Linked DNA regions of Mus musculus: regions 1, 2, 3 and 4 are each linked to region 5. The links are chromatin contacts, called in public Hi-C, HiChIP or PLAC-seq and promoter capture Hi-C maps. All regions are on one chromosome and are shown on one strand. The core of a region is the stretch at or near the end of the contact, and the rest is flanking DNA. Distances in the headings are between cores, read along the strand shown. Region 1 overlaps Slc4a10 (solute carrier family 4, sodium bicarbonate cotransporter-like, member 10). Region 2 overlaps Dpp4 (dipeptidylpeptidase 4). Region 3 overlaps Fap (fibroblast activation protein). Region 4 holds the start of Fap (fibroblast activation protein). Region 5 has its middle 55 kb from the start of Psmd14.

The links. Promoter capture Hi-C pulls out the DNA fragments that hold promoters and counts their contacts. A called contact is a pair of places that touch in the nucleus more often than the background predicts. HiChIP or PLAC-seq counts read pairs in DNA pulled down with a chosen protein or histone mark.
Region 1: a contact with region 5 is called in an H3K4me3 HiChIP or PLAC-seq map of forebrain, with 5 times the contacts expected there. The contact joins two enhancer-like sites. A contact is called at or near these places in 1 of 39 promoter capture datasets (stem cell-derived epiblast-like cells), 7 of 484 Hi-C or Micro-C datasets (B cells, the N1E-115 cell line, cerebral cortex and 3 more), 3 of 115 datasets of contacts at active chromatin or transcription factors (embryonic forebrain, forebrain and stem cell-derived neural progenitor cells) and 2 of 9 other capture datasets (embryonic stem cells and liver).
Region 2: an H3K4me3 HiChIP or PLAC-seq map of forebrain shows a contact between it and region 5, with 5 times the contacts expected there. The contact joins two enhancer-like sites. A contact is called at or near these places in 2 of 39 promoter capture datasets (embryonic stem cells and liver), 1 of 15 datasets of contacts at CTCF or cohesin (large pre-B cells), 1 of 484 Hi-C or Micro-C datasets (cerebral cortex) and 4 of 115 datasets of contacts at active chromatin or transcription factors (embryonic forebrain, forebrain, large pre-B cells and 1 more).
Region 3: a contact with region 5 is called in a Hi-C map of cerebral cortex, with 4 times the contacts expected there. The contact joins two enhancer-like sites. A contact is called at or near these places in 1 of 39 promoter capture datasets (pre-B cells), 3 of 484 Hi-C or Micro-C datasets (cerebral cortex and cortical neurons), 2 of 115 datasets of contacts at active chromatin or transcription factors (forebrain and neural progenitor cells) and 1 of 9 other capture datasets (embryonic stem cells).
Region 4: a promoter capture Hi-C map of hippocampal neurons shows a contact between it and region 5, with 5 times the contacts expected there. The contact joins the promoter of Fap here to the enhancer-like site in region 5. A contact is called at or near these places in 10 of 39 promoter capture datasets (the C10 cell line, HPC-7-derived erythroid cells, cranial neural crest and 7 more) and 2 of 9 other capture datasets (liver and macrophages).

The regions. Positions count from the first base shown.
Region 1 is chr2:62,306,396-62,309,095 of GRCm38.p6, forward strand. All of the region lies in intron 22 of Slc4a10 (solute carrier family 4, sodium bicarbonate cotransporter-like, member 10), which reads left to right. Among named protein-coding and RNA genes, the nearest start is that of Dpp4, 100 kb to the right of the region's middle. Within about 2 kb of position 1,271, at least 7 of the 459 cell types and tissues checked have an H3K27ac peak or open chromatin away from gene starts, as enhancers often do. A contact at or near this core is called in cortical neurons and forebrain, where this site is marked.
Region 2 is chr2:62,333,003-62,335,702 of GRCm38.p6, forward strand. It overlaps Dpp4 (dipeptidylpeptidase 4), which reads right to left. Exons shown (of 26, transcript NM_010074.3): 24 at 1,595-1,667; 25 at 1,254-1,327. Among named protein-coding and RNA genes, the nearest start is that of Dpp4, 78 kb to the right of the region's middle. Within about 2 kb of position 1,324, at least 19 of the 459 cell types and tissues checked have an H3K27ac peak or open chromatin away from gene starts, as enhancers often do. A contact at or near this core is called in cerebral cortex and forebrain, where this site is marked.
Region 3 is chr2:62,512,585-62,515,284 of GRCm38.p6, forward strand. All of the region lies in intron 20 of Fap (fibroblast activation protein), which reads right to left. Among named protein-coding and RNA genes, the nearest start is that of Gcg, 30 kb to the left of the region's middle. Within about 2 kb of position 1,392, at least 13 of the 459 cell types and tissues checked have an H3K27ac peak or open chromatin away from gene starts, as enhancers often do. A contact at or near this core is called in cerebral cortex, cortical neurons and forebrain, where this site is marked.
Region 4 is chr2:62,572,724-62,575,423 of GRCm38.p6, forward strand. It overlaps Fap (fibroblast activation protein), which reads right to left and starts at 1,298. Exons shown (of 26, transcript NM_007986.3): 1 at 1,123-1,298; 2 at 716-800. The coding sequence starts at 1,128.
Region 5 is chr2:61,655,212-61,657,911 of GRCm38.p6, forward strand. No RefSeq gene overlaps it. Among named protein-coding and RNA genes, the nearest start is that of Psmd14, 55 kb to the right of the region's middle. Within about 2 kb of position 1,395, at least 157 of the 459 cell types and tissues checked have an H3K27ac peak or open chromatin away from gene starts, as enhancers often do. A contact at or near this core is called in cerebral cortex, cortical neurons, forebrain and 2 more, where this site is marked.

The DNA.
Region 1 (2,700 bases), core at 21-2,520, 650 kb after region 5:
ATCTCTCATGCTACCTTATTGTCTCTAGAACTATAGAAAGACACCATTGGTTTCTCCTGTTTGTTCATGACATTGTAAAGAACAAGTTGACAGTGATCAGAACTGTAGTAGAACTTGCCACTGAAACTTTGCACAGTGGTACCAAGTCAAAGCTTTAACTGAGATGTGATTATCGCTAGTAGAATTAGCCATTCCTTTTGCCCATAAGTACTGGCAATGTTTATTTGGCATTTATACGGGTGTGCATATCATGGATGCATTCAGAGAATTTATTAACCGGCCTGAGACCTTGTATAGAGATTCCATCATTTCACACTCTGCCTTATCATGCTCTCATTCTGTTTACTGTTGTTGTTTTTAACTTGAAAGTAAAGATTTTAAGAACAACTGAATACCACTAAATTTCCTAGAACTTATACTTTCAACAAGGATATAAAAATGGAATAAGACTTCAGTTCCAAATGAGAGGGAACAAACCTTACAATATATTTATGGGCGTGGTTTAGAGATCCTGAAAATCTTACATAGATTATGACAATGATACTTTTCATATGATCCTAATTGCATAGAAATAAATGGGAAACCCAGTATTTCATTCAAGAAATAACCTAAACCCAAACATTAAAATATAGTTCTAAGAAGTGCAAAGAGGACATTACTCCAGCAAAGTGGAGAGATGGAGGAAAGGGCATGTGGAGACGCTTATGTTCTGTTTGGAATTAGCACTGGGAAAGCAGCGTGGAGGAGGACATGCGGGGGATGACACCAAGCTCACATCCAAGGTTCACTTTCTACTTGAGGGCCCAAATTTGGGTATTTTCTTTTCTGGAGCCTATGAATTCCCGTGAAAGTTATGGTAGTTCTATAGCATCTTGTACCAACGTTTAGTGCTCCAAGAGTGTGTGCAATAGAGTGGATAATGGACAAGTTGTTCTGAAATGTTCACATTAATTGAGGAACTCTGGTTGTGATCTGGCAAGATGATAAACAGTAGAAATGTCTCAGCTCCCCGAGACTTGAATTTAAAGTGAGCTCACCTCTTGTCCTTTTGATGATAGTTACAAGCTTGTACCTTTATCCTCCAGGGTTTTCCTATCAGTAGCCCATTTCTGGACTTATGGCTCTGAGAAAACATTCATTTGACCTTAAAATTCAATAATGAGTTAAGCAGAATAAATAGCTACACAGGCCAGTCCAAGGTCGCAGAGCTTCTGTTCCAAATTTTCATGTACTTCATGCATATGCATATGCATATGCTTCGGTTTTTAGAAAGAAAGGATTATAATCAGGGTAGAAATGAATATTGGAACCCTGACATTTTGCACATTGCTCTGTGTAAAGGGAAGACTGCAGAATCAATTCTGGATGTCCAAATGTGCTCAGAGTACCAACATGCCTTCCTTCCTTCTTCAATATCCTCCAGGACATTGCACACAGGACAGACAGACTGCCACTAAATGCAAACAACTCAACAGAATGTTTGCTCTGGGGTGGTGAGCAAGAGTGCGGGCATTAGGTAGAGGCTGGGAAGGCAGGTCTGTAGAAGTGTTCGTATCTGCACCTTCTTCCTTACTGATTGATCACTCTAACACATACAGAATAGAAGCAAACAAAAAGAAGGCAAGTGGAGCCTTGTGATCATGAAAAATTCCAAGAAAGTACAATCTAAAAATAAGCACAATTAAACAAATTACAGCAAATGCTTTCCTTCTTAGAAAGGTAAGAATTGGCTGTAGGTTTAGGAAGAACGTCCTTATTACTGACATCCATAAGCGTTTTTTGTTTTTTGTTTTTTTTTGTTGTTGTTGTTGTTTTTGTTGTTGTTGTTGTTTATAATTCAGCTATAGAGTGGGGCAAGCATGTTCTATCTCCTGAAGCAGCACTTTCCCAAACTGTGGTTCTAGGAGCTCTGCTGCTCCAGCCAGCACCTTGTAGTATTTTAAGAATGCAAATTCATAGGCTTGTTTCATCAAAGTGCCGACGCTAGAGCCAGCAGTCTGTTTTTTGAAGACCTCCAGGTGATTCTGACATCTGAGATAAACATTTTATTAGACTCACAGACTCTCAACCTCTCTAAAAAAGCTAAGTTCTTAATATAAGACGACAGTGTCAGAATTTTGAACTTACAGTAATTTAGGTGATGACTTAAAGGTGCTGAGTCAGGTCCAGGGAGAGTGAGGGGGGTCAGCAGTCACAGGCACTGCCTGGCAATCTGTCCTCAAGATCTTTCCTAAACCCACATGTCGAAGGAGAAAACAAACTGCTGCAAACTGTCTTCTGACTGCCACATGCCCCCCCCCCTCTCTCTCTCACACACACACACACACACACACACACACACACACACACACACACACACTTCAAAAAGTTGCTGAGTCAAGTTCTGATGCATCCATAGCCTTACACCAGATTACCTTTTAAGGGGTTTATTGTTTTATGTTACCAACTCTTTAATCCATTGGAAATCAGATATAATACTTCTTGTTTGTTTGTTTGTTTGTTTACATTCCAGTCGTTGTTCCCCTGTCAGTCCCCCCTCCCACAGTTCCTCATCCCATTTCTCCTCCCCTTTGCCTTCCTAAGGGTGCTCTCCCCACCCAGAACCTGCCCCCTTCCCTGGGACCTCAAGAGTATTAAGCTCTTCTTCTCCCACTAAGGCCATACCAGGCAGACCTCTGCGATATTTGTGCCAGGGGCCTC
Region 2 (2,700 bases), core at 74-2,573, 680 kb after region 5:
CCTTTAAATGTGACTCAAAGGTCACTTAAAAACTACACTCTGAATGGGAAGGTTTATACCAGCAGGCATACTATTTTAATAGGTGCCAGCAAGGGCCAAATCTCTCTACACTTGAGTATGTATTAAAATAAATAGATTTTAAGGACAATTTTCTAATATAAGCATCTAATGGCTGGAAAAATCAATTTTAATATTAAAGTCTTATATCTGTAACATAAGTGAAGCCAAAAGACAAATGTTTTATTTACCAACATTTAAATTTTACACTGGAAATTAAGAACTCTGTATATCTGACATTTATGTCAGGCAGGTACATATTCCTGAGACATAAGTTAATTTTAATCATGCCTCAAGTATTATATAACTTTGCTTTAAACATGGAAAAAACAAACCTCAACTTCTTCTGAGAATCTGGTCCAAAATATATGGCAGGTTTTCTCAGTACAAAATAAAAAATCCACTCTTACATAGGTGGGCACTATTGAAGCGGAGCACACAGCTAATTATGTGTCAGAAGTGGAGGGACACTATTTTCTAGCCAAAACAGTTAAGAAAGTTGTGTTGTTTTATAGCATTGTATTATTAGTGCAAGATGCACATATATATATATATATATATATATATATATATATATATATATATATATATATATATGTATGTATGTATAAAGTCTGATGAAGAATTCTAATGAAGAAGATGAGTTAGACTAAATACCCAAAACCTCCTCTATACAGGCAAACCCAGCCCCAGCCATTTCTGACTTTATAAACAAGCCTAATTGTTTGCTGCCTGCAGTTGTTCAACAAAAGATAATGTAGCGACTGCAAGAGCTGAAGCATGCTAACTATTAATACCCCACTGTTGTTAGGATGGCTAGTAATCATAATAACAGAATGGATTTTACATTTCAGCTATTATCATGCTGGTTTCACTTTAGAATTACTCTGCCACACATTTACAGAATAAGTGATTACTTTCGAATCAAAACAGGGAGAGACTGAACCATCACAGGAATAGAAGAATGGTGTTTTGACACTCCCAGGATATGTAATACTGTGTTTCTCAACCTCAAACTGTCTAATATTTACTCTGTGTATGACTCAAGGATAGCACGTCTCCAACTTCACAGCGGAATGATAAGGGGCCTCTCTTCTCTTCCTGTCATCTGAGACTTCCTTGGGAAAAAGTAACTGCCAAAGGGGAAACTAGACCCACTAGATATTTTGTTCCCCCTGAACAAAGTCTTAGTATACCATTGCTTGGAAATCCACACCAGCATCCACCAGGGCTTTGGAGATCTGAGCTGACTGCTGAAAGTGAACATTATCTGTGGGAAAGACAGTGAACAAACAGCCGTAAACAAGTAGCTAATAGCCTCTGGAGTGTTCAGATACAGAGTGGGAAGGCAGAAGAAGAAAGTGACTGAAGTTCTAGGACTCTGCATCCCATTTAGCCCAAGACAAGTGAGTTGTGGAAAGCAACACTGTTTTATTGAAGTAAATGTAACAGTCTTGCCCCTCATGCTTTTGTTTTGTCAGTAGTGAAATTGCAAACCTGTCTGTGATACTAAAAAGTCTAATTAACTGAAGCTCACCATCTGCCGTTCCATGAATAAGGAGGTACTCAACTTGTTTAAAATGTTCAGCTCTGCTCATGACTGTTGAGTTCTGAAATTGGGAAAAAGAATGTCATTATTCAAAAAAGGATCTGCCATAACTGATTTTTCACTTCAGTTTACAAAATAAAATGTTTTCAGCTGGGGCCCCCTTTGATACAAAATATAGCAAACCGATATTCAAGCAAATGCTGTCTCCATGCATGGCAGAATGCTCAGCATGCCCTGTGCCTGGGAGACGGCACTGGAAAGGAAGAACGCCACATCTCCCCTGCACATGTAGGAAGAGAGCACCTGTCCCCTAGGCTGCATGCAAAACCCCTACAGTCCCAGATCACAGATTGCTGTGTCCCATGCATTATCACAGGGCAGAGTCTCATATTAGCAATGTATGTTCCATGGGCTTCTGCTGTAGTTCAGCCAAAAAGTGTATTACCATGGCAACCATGTGTCACATGGTGCCATACATGCTACATTTCAAAGAGCCTGTACATAGCATTTGCAACTAAACATACTCTGCAATATGTCATGTGAACTTTGGTCCACATTTCTAGGTTCTGAATGAAAAGCAAACATTACCTCTCTGTAAACAGATGTTTAAAACCTAAGCAAATGTAGCATATGAGAGGGGAAAGGGTGAGAGAGATCAAGGGTGGCCTCAGAAAATCAGTGGGTGTTTGGTACATCCTCATTTTGAATAGTGGAGAAAAAGACTTCTGTTAAATGTCATTCCTAAGCCAGCCAGGGAGACAAGATGAAGGGTTAGAAGGTCTACTTTTGCCAGGGAGACAGGATGAAGGGTTAGAAGGTCTACTTTTGCCAGGAAGACAGGATGAAGGGTTAGAAGGTCTACTTTTGCCAGGGAGACAGGATGAAGGGTTAGAAGGTCTACTTTTGGTCTGCATCATCTAGGGGTTTCCACAATAAGGGTCAGAGGTCTTGAAAAGAAAACTTTAAAAGCATATAGGTCAGATCATTTAAATTTAGGACTGGTTACAACGTTGAGATGAAGGAAAATGCCAGATAGGTCCTGGGAAGCGGGAGCCTGCTTTGCTGGTCCTGGAGTAGGTTGGATAGGAAGAAAC
Region 3 (2,700 bases), core at 142-2,641, 860 kb after region 5:
AATAACTAAAATAATATTGTTATGTCTTCTACAGAGGATAAAAGAATCATCTTAGACTCCACTCTTCATCCTTATTGATCCCAGGGCCCTCAGGTCCAATGTTTGAATCTTGTGGGTTATCAAAGCCTGTCCCCAGATTGCCTCGTTAGAATACAATGACATTGCTACTAGTACCAAATTTCCAAATCCTTGGGTCTTGGAAAGGATATTTGCTTCACTGCTGATTCAGTTTTTATTAAAGTTGTATCACTTTATTTGCATAATTGTTGATAACCATCATTTGATATTAAATCCTGTATTCAGTGAAAAACAAATCTATTCTTGCCGTTCAGAGCCCTCCAATTTACTATGGTATGGACAACCAAATATATCTATACGTATCCTTTAAAAATGTTAAATGATTTGCTCGGCTCCATCACATTTCCAAAACGTTTTCAAAATAATTTTTTCCCTTAGGAATAACAGACTACAAAAAAAACAAAAACAAAACAAAACAAACAAACAAACAAAAAAAAACGTTTAAAAGTCCCGGGAAGCCTCCAAAGCAATGTTTGCTGTTCATTTTTACCTTGATTCTCTTGTATTCTAGAGAAAATGAGACTTATTGGGAGAATGGGTTGAGAGCCTCAAGTAAACTTTATAGAGATCAGAAGCAAGGGAAGAAAGAAGGGGTGACCGGAGTGAGTGGGCCCTGGAGAGCGCCACAGCAGACAGATGGAAGGGAGGGACCCCGTGAGGCACAGTCTCCAAAACACATTGGTGTGGCCTCTGCTTTCTCTTTATGCCTTTCTCGTTCGTTCTCCGGAAGTAGAACACGCATGTCTGTTGTTGTTGTTGTTGTTGTTGTTGTTGTTGTTGTTGTTGTTGTTGTTAATGGAATAATGGACTTTCTCCTTTTCTTTTGTTGTTCTGGGAATCGAACCCAGGTCCTTAGGTTTCCTATGCTAGTGCTCTACCTCTGAACCCTTTTTGCCAGCTCTCTAGAATTACTTAAAGGGATTTTATAGCAACCATTTCGCTCATTGCATCGACTCAGCATGCACGTTTCTGACGCACTGAGGAGTTGGGCAAATGCCCGGGACAAACAGATGGGAAGAGGCCCCGTTAGTCACAGCTTACCCGACACGAATTCTGAAGGACACTGAGTGTACAGGGAAGAAATGGAGTAGCGAATGGAAAATTGCTACCTGTGTGGAAGCTGATCAAGGAAAAGCGAGCAGATGTGCAGGAGACGCGTGGCCGGCCCTTCAGCCATTCCCCCACACGTTTCAAAATCAAAATGGGAGTTGAGAAGGTTCGCTTTCTTGTTAAAAGATAGTGTCACTACTGGTGTTGGAAGACAGTTTTGAGCCATAAAATCGGTCATGATTTTATGATCTTGCAGAGGCTAACAATCATATTGCCTTGCATCTGGGGCACAAAGCAAATAACAGGTGATACATAGGAACAGGAAATTCTTATCCGCTCCCTGGCTAGGTTTATTCTGAAAGGATGACATTTACAGGAAATGATAGTTTGGTGGTTAACATGGAAATGAAACATTAACACTTAATGTGGCAGAACTAGGCTAAAGGTTAGCTAGATAATACAAGCTTTTGAGATCAACAAGGCTCCATAAATTTCATCCTCAAAACCTGAAAAGCTTCCTGGAAGGCGAGATATCAGAAACTATTGATAATATGTATTAATCAACACAGTCAAAGTAACACACGAATAAGGTGTTTTTGTAATATTAGAGATTAAATTAAACTTTACATATTTTCCCCACTTTAAAAAAATGACTCTGGGCTAAGGTCATCTTGAAACCTAGTGACTGATTATGCTATTTGAGAAATTTTCTTTTGACACTATCTGTAAGTGTGATAATATATTTTTTCTCTTTCAATTTTTCATCATTAACCCTTAAATCACATAAAATTAAGACTATGGGACTATATACAATGCCGAATATACTCCCAATAAATGGAGCTGACCCTATAATCTCTGAAATTTTGTGATTGTCTTAAATGTGGAATTTTCCAAGAAGCCTGAAGAAACCGTGTTCCTTCTCCTCCAGCACTTGTGAACTCGCTACCATCTGTTCCTTACAGATATTCTCATGCACGGGCAGGCTATGAGGTGAGGTCTGCTCTTCCTCTGTTTTCTACTTTGTTTGCCTTTATTAGCTTGGCTTGGCTGGTACTTACTGTTGTTTTCAAATGCACATGCATGGTTTTCTGTTGACATGTAGAAAATTCGCCTATATAAAATTTTATAAGAGATTCAAGGAAAACAGTTCCGTTTCTGGGTTGATTCGAGAGTGACAGCCAAGGGCTTGCAAACCCGTTTCTTCAAGTTAGGTGTTCACTGTCTGATTCCTAAAAGGCTTCCTTGGGAGATAGGGGGTTGGATCACTCTCGGGATCATCTCAGTCTTTCCTTTTTAGCCTTTTGTGAAGAACTGGATCCTAAGGTCTCTTTTACATGTTCATGTAACAGATTTCAAACAAAGCTAGGGCCAGCCCAGGAGCTCTCTGCACTGCTGCATGTGTTGCCTGAATGGGTCTTGCAGCTGCTCTATGATCTATGCTTCATGAGGGACTTACTAAAAATCCCATCTAACAGTAATGCTTCCCCTTAGAGCACCACCTATCCATGTTTACCAGATTGTAAATGCATTGGAAGCAAGGATTGCACTGCTTTGTACAGAGTGTAATATGGT
Region 4 (2,700 bases), core at 48-2,547, 920 kb after region 5:
CCAATGGATAATATTAAAATTAAAACTAGTTTCAAAATCAGTGCATAACATCTTCTAGGTCTCAGTCAAGTGACATTGTTGCCAGCCTAAGCCTTTCTGTAAAAATAAAAAACAAACAAACAAACAAACAAACACCCCAACCAATTTACCTTGATAATGTTTGCGTAACTGTAACAAGCCTCTTAATTGAATGACTAATTGCTACTATATATAGAACAAGAGTTTTACTTTTCCTATATGGCTATTCCTGAGATTTCTATTCTGAACATCTTCCTTAAATTTTTTGGAAGCACTATTTAGTGATTTCAAAGCCTCCATAGGTTCTTTTTTTAACGTTTCTATTCTTACTCATTATTTTTTTTCTTGCTACCAGGCAAATCTAGTAATAGAAAACAATGCTAGTTAAAAATACAGTCTTGAGAGGCCTATCAAAGCTTGTCTTCTGCGTGTATTTTGGGGGGGTGGTGGGAGGGGTACAGAATAGCTCTCAGGTTTTTCTGTTGCTGAAATAACACTGTAAAGCTCTTCCTACCCTTACATCGCCAGTATTTCTGGTCTTACACACAACATAACTGTGAACTTATACGTCTTCTTAGAAATAACAGGCTTACTTTGGAAAATAGGCACTTAGGAAATGTTCACCCATTTGAGTTCACACGTTGGTACATTTTCCAGGCTACGCTAGGCAGATGGAGTGAATCAGAAAATTTCTTACCTCTTGAGGGACGTAAGACAATGCATATCACCACTAAAGCAAGCGCAGCCAGGGTGGTAACTCCAAAGACAGTTTTCAGCCATGTCTACATAGAAGAAAATTCGGTTTGGGCTTAGTTCCTCCTGAGAAATGGCAAGATTTTGTCTAACCCTAGATCCTACTTCTCCTTCCCCACAGAGCTTTTGATTGTGTTCCACTGGTCTGGCGGTGATTGCTGGAGCCTTTCCAGTTCTGCTAAGACAAATGTTTCTACAGTATATTTAGAGCCATTTTCTAATCCTAACACACACCGGGAAGTGATACTCAACACACAAATCCCCACCTTCTCTAAAGAATAGAAAACTCTGACCATACTCAGCCCAGGCAGCCTCTACTCTGCGGTCGTCCCCGAGACGGCACGCACTAACCTTCATTTTTCCAGATGTTTTTGCAAGTTAGCTGATTCTCACTGCACAGCGTGGGTCACCGCATCTGTGAAAACTGTTGAAAAGAAGCAAGTCTGTCTTCCACTTGGAAGCTGAAGTCAGGACATGAGTTGCTTCCCGCTCCCCTCCTCCCTTTCCCACGGACTTTTGACTACCGTGCCAAATTTCGAAAGATTTCTGTAAAATTAGAAACAGATTTTGGGGGCGTTCTTGGCCTTTAAGTGAACTATGAGTGGCTGGAGGGAGGCTCTAGAGCTCTCTCATCCTTGTAAATTTACACCAACATCTGCTTAAGTTGTCATACAGAGGCCGTTTTATTTCACCTTTTTGTTGTTGTTCAGGTTTATATTTCATATTCTCCTCAAAAATCACTCGAGTCACTTTAGTAACAATCTTTTCTACACTCCTCTTGTTTGCAGCTGAGAGGAAGGATTTCAAATGGAGAAACTTTTTGAGGGTGCATTGTACATATCAAATGTTTGGGGAAGGGAAGAACAGTGGAGCCAAATCCGGCTTTGTGAGAGGTACACGGTGTGACTGCACACTCTTCTCCCGGGAGCCTATGAGGTGCTGCAGGCACAAATGTTTTTCTTTCAGCACAATTTCTTTGTCCGTATAGCACCATATGCACTTTCAGTAAATACAGAAGTTTAAAAATTCAACTGTCTAAACCCACGGCTGCTTTCCTTTAAAGAAATGAAGCGCCATCTGTTGAAATGTAGTATGGGTTAGGTGTGTTTGCACAGGCTAGAAAGATGGAAAGATCAGCGGGAATAATTTGCCAGCAGACCTTTGGAAGAATGGAAATGGCTTTACAAGAGTGATATTTTTGCTTTGCTCTCAGAATATCTTCTGAGAAAGGAGAACATTTAGTAATTATAAAGACCTTAAAATAAATTTTAAAAAGGCAAGTGAAAAGAGAAGTCATGTGTACTTCATTTTGGCTAAGTCCACATATTTCAAAGTGATCGGTCATCTTGGCAGATCAGTAAAATGACTGAATTCACAACACACACACACACACACACACACACACAGACACAATTTTTTTTTAAACCTTCTCTGTGGTCCAGAGCAATTTCCTAGGGCAGATTCCTGGTTTCCACATGGATACTGTTGCTAGAATATGGTGTCTCCAGTTTTTCCATTGCTGGCTTTCTCAAGAAGTTTGTAATATCTTTTGCCTGACTATGCTAAGTTTCATGCTGATCTTTCACAAACTGTGCATGAAAAATAACGAGAAAACATCACTGTTCTGTGTTGCTGTTTGCTTTAGTTGACTGGTCTGGCTGCCACAGGAAACTTTCTCCACCACAAACCAGCACAGTGGCTTGTGAACTTCCTCCCTGCCATTCTCCAGACAGCTGTCCCTGAATTCTAGCCTTAGGAAAGTTCTGGTGAGCAGAGTGAGTCACTAGTATGCATTGGCAGAGAAGAGTATTCAAAGCCCACTGCAGCTCCCGGATGAATCCCACTCCCCATGCGGTTAATGAGCTATCGATTTACAAATTGAAGCAGTACCAGGCATCATCACAGGTGTACAGTGCACTTACTGACATC
Region 5 (2,700 bases), core at 145-2,644:
ACACCACACCGGCCAAGTCTATCCCTCTATCCTATTGCAGTGCGGGGTGACGACAGGGCTGTCTCTGGGCTTCTGCTAGGCGTAGCCCGGGTAAGAACAGCTCCCAGGTAAGAAAGCTACGTGCGCAAAACGCTGATTTTGGGATGGGGGGTGGGGGGAACCACCCGTGGGCGAGGCAGTTGTGAGCGGGATGCCTGAGAAGTGGGAGGTGAATGTCCTCGGGATGCCCCCCCCCCCCGGGTGCAGCTTTCCCCGGAGGCTGAGGCTGCTGCCAGCGGGGACATCTGCTTTCTTACACTCCAGCCTGGCTCACCCCGCCCCCTCAGCCCCGGGTTGCGTGGTTATTTTACCAACACCGGGGGAGGGAAGACTTGAGGAGGTAGAAAAGGAATGGATGGAAGCTTAAAAGATTTTCTTCGCACCCCCCCCCCAGTCCCCTCCTTTCTTCTTCACGTCTTTTAACCTTCAAGGTAAAGACTTTATAAATATGAAACAATAAGGGAGTCTGCTGGCTCGCAGGCCGGCCGTGGGCTGGCGAGGCTGCCGGGTGCCGGGCCTCGCTCTTCTCTCCATCCTCACAAGTCTGGCCGTGGTTCGGCGGGTTAGGCTGGGCACAGGGGCCGGCGGTGAGCGCTCATCCCGTGGCGCCTTCGCTCCCGGGCTGCTGCCTCGACAGCTGCTTGTAGCTACAGTAATTAGACTGTCAGTGCTTGTTAGAGGAGAGAGGGGAAAACACGCTTCTGACAGCAGATTCCGAGACTCCCCAGTTTGTTAATTTCTAAGAGATCTTTAAAGCATTAATTGAGGTCTCCCTAACTCTTCCCTCCCATCCCTCTCCCCAACTTCTCCCACCCCAAAATATCTTTAGGAGAAAATTCTCTCCGCGTGGAAGCAGTGTTTCCCGCAAAATTGCCAGCCCGCCCCTTGCTCACGCGCGCGCGCGCACACACACACACACACACACACACACACACACCCTAGTTTACATATGCATATATAGGCACACACGTATATGCAAGGTTAACTCCGAGGAGCACTCGTCCAAATAGGGACCGAGATTGCATTTAAAATGATAATAATAAATAAATAAATCAACTAGGAAGGAAGGGGGGAGGGAAGCAGAAGTCGGGAAGAAAAGAGAAAAGCAGCAGGCTGATTACGAGGTGTCAAAACTGCCAGGAGCAAGAAGGTGATAGCAATCAGGGGTGAGAAGAGTGCGGCATTCGTGCGGGGCAACTAATTATCCGTCTCATTTGAGAAGAGCAGCATTTGAGGCAGCAGCGTTCGCCTGCTGAACGGTGACAGATTGGCGCGGAGGAGAGGGGAGGTGTTAAAACAATGGAGCCGGGCGCGCGAGCGCTGCTGCATGCTAATCAGCCCTCCCTCCGCCTGCCTGCCGCGCTCCCTCCTTCCTCCCGCTCCCTCCTCCGCGCGTCGTCCTCCCGCCTGCGGCGCTCCCTCCTTTCCAGCGGGCCCGCCGTCGCCCGCTTCCCGCTCCCTGGCTTTCCCGCGCGTCCTCCCCGCCGCTGGCGAGCCGCACCCGGGTTGGCCGGCCGGGCGAGAGAAGCGAGCGAGCGAGCGCAGCCCGCATGGGGCGCCCGGGACCCACGTTTAATGCGCACGCCCGCCCGGCCTGCCTGCCTGCCTGCCTGCGGGGGAGCGGACGCACTGGTCTGTGAGGGGACCCGAGTCACGCCAGAGGCCCGGGGACAAACCAAAGAGAGCCAGAAAAAACAAAGCCAGATCCGGGCCGAGCTGGGTCTTTACCGCATAGGCTTCCAACCTTGGTGCGAGCTGCCGAGACCCCGCTCGCCTGAGCTGTCGGCATGGTCAAGCCCTACCCCCCCCCCGCACCCCCCGCCAACGCGTCCCCCAAAGGCTTCGGGCTGTGACCCTCGCACACAAGCGTCCTGGCCCTGAGCACAAGTGCGAGCGAGTGCTTTAATAAGCCAGAGAGGGCCTTACAATTAGTTGTACTCCCAACCCCTGACCTCCTGACCCCAAGACTAGGCTAACTGGGCTTCTGTGTCACATACCCTGGGGAATACCACCTAAGACAGTAGCTGGTGAGACGAACGTCTTTTCAAAGCAGGTAACCCTCCCACGACCCGGGGCACCCGAAGATGGGGACTGGGCATGGCTGGTGCACTGCGTGCCTCCTCGATCAATTGGCTCCGTGATAAGATGGACATGAACAGCAACACCAAAGAATGCATCATAAACGAAGTCTCGTCAAAAAAAAAAAAAAAAAAAAAAAAAAAAAAAAAAAAAGTCTTCCATACCTGTTGAGGCTCGCTGGGGAGCCAGGGGAGATTTCACAGCGGTTCCCTTTTTGACCCGCAGAGTTGATGGTTGAGCAGAAAAACATTTAAACTACCATTTCATCAGCCATTCTTAGGATTAAAGACTTTGATGTTCCTCCCTGTGACAAAAGTGTCTTAGCCAGAACCCAGAAACAAAGAGCTGGCTGCAGTTTTTCCTAAGGCACTTAGCTATTAGCTAATCAGGTGCCTAAATTAACGTGATAAAACTTTCCTCTAACCATAGATGGTAAAAGAAGTAATTGCAGGATAACCTACGAAGTATAATTTTTTTCTACGGACTTTAATCTTGGTATAACAACACAAACAATTGTGTGAAGACTTATTGAGGACACAAGGGTTTCATTTCTATTATTGCCTTTCCCCTAAAGTTAGAATG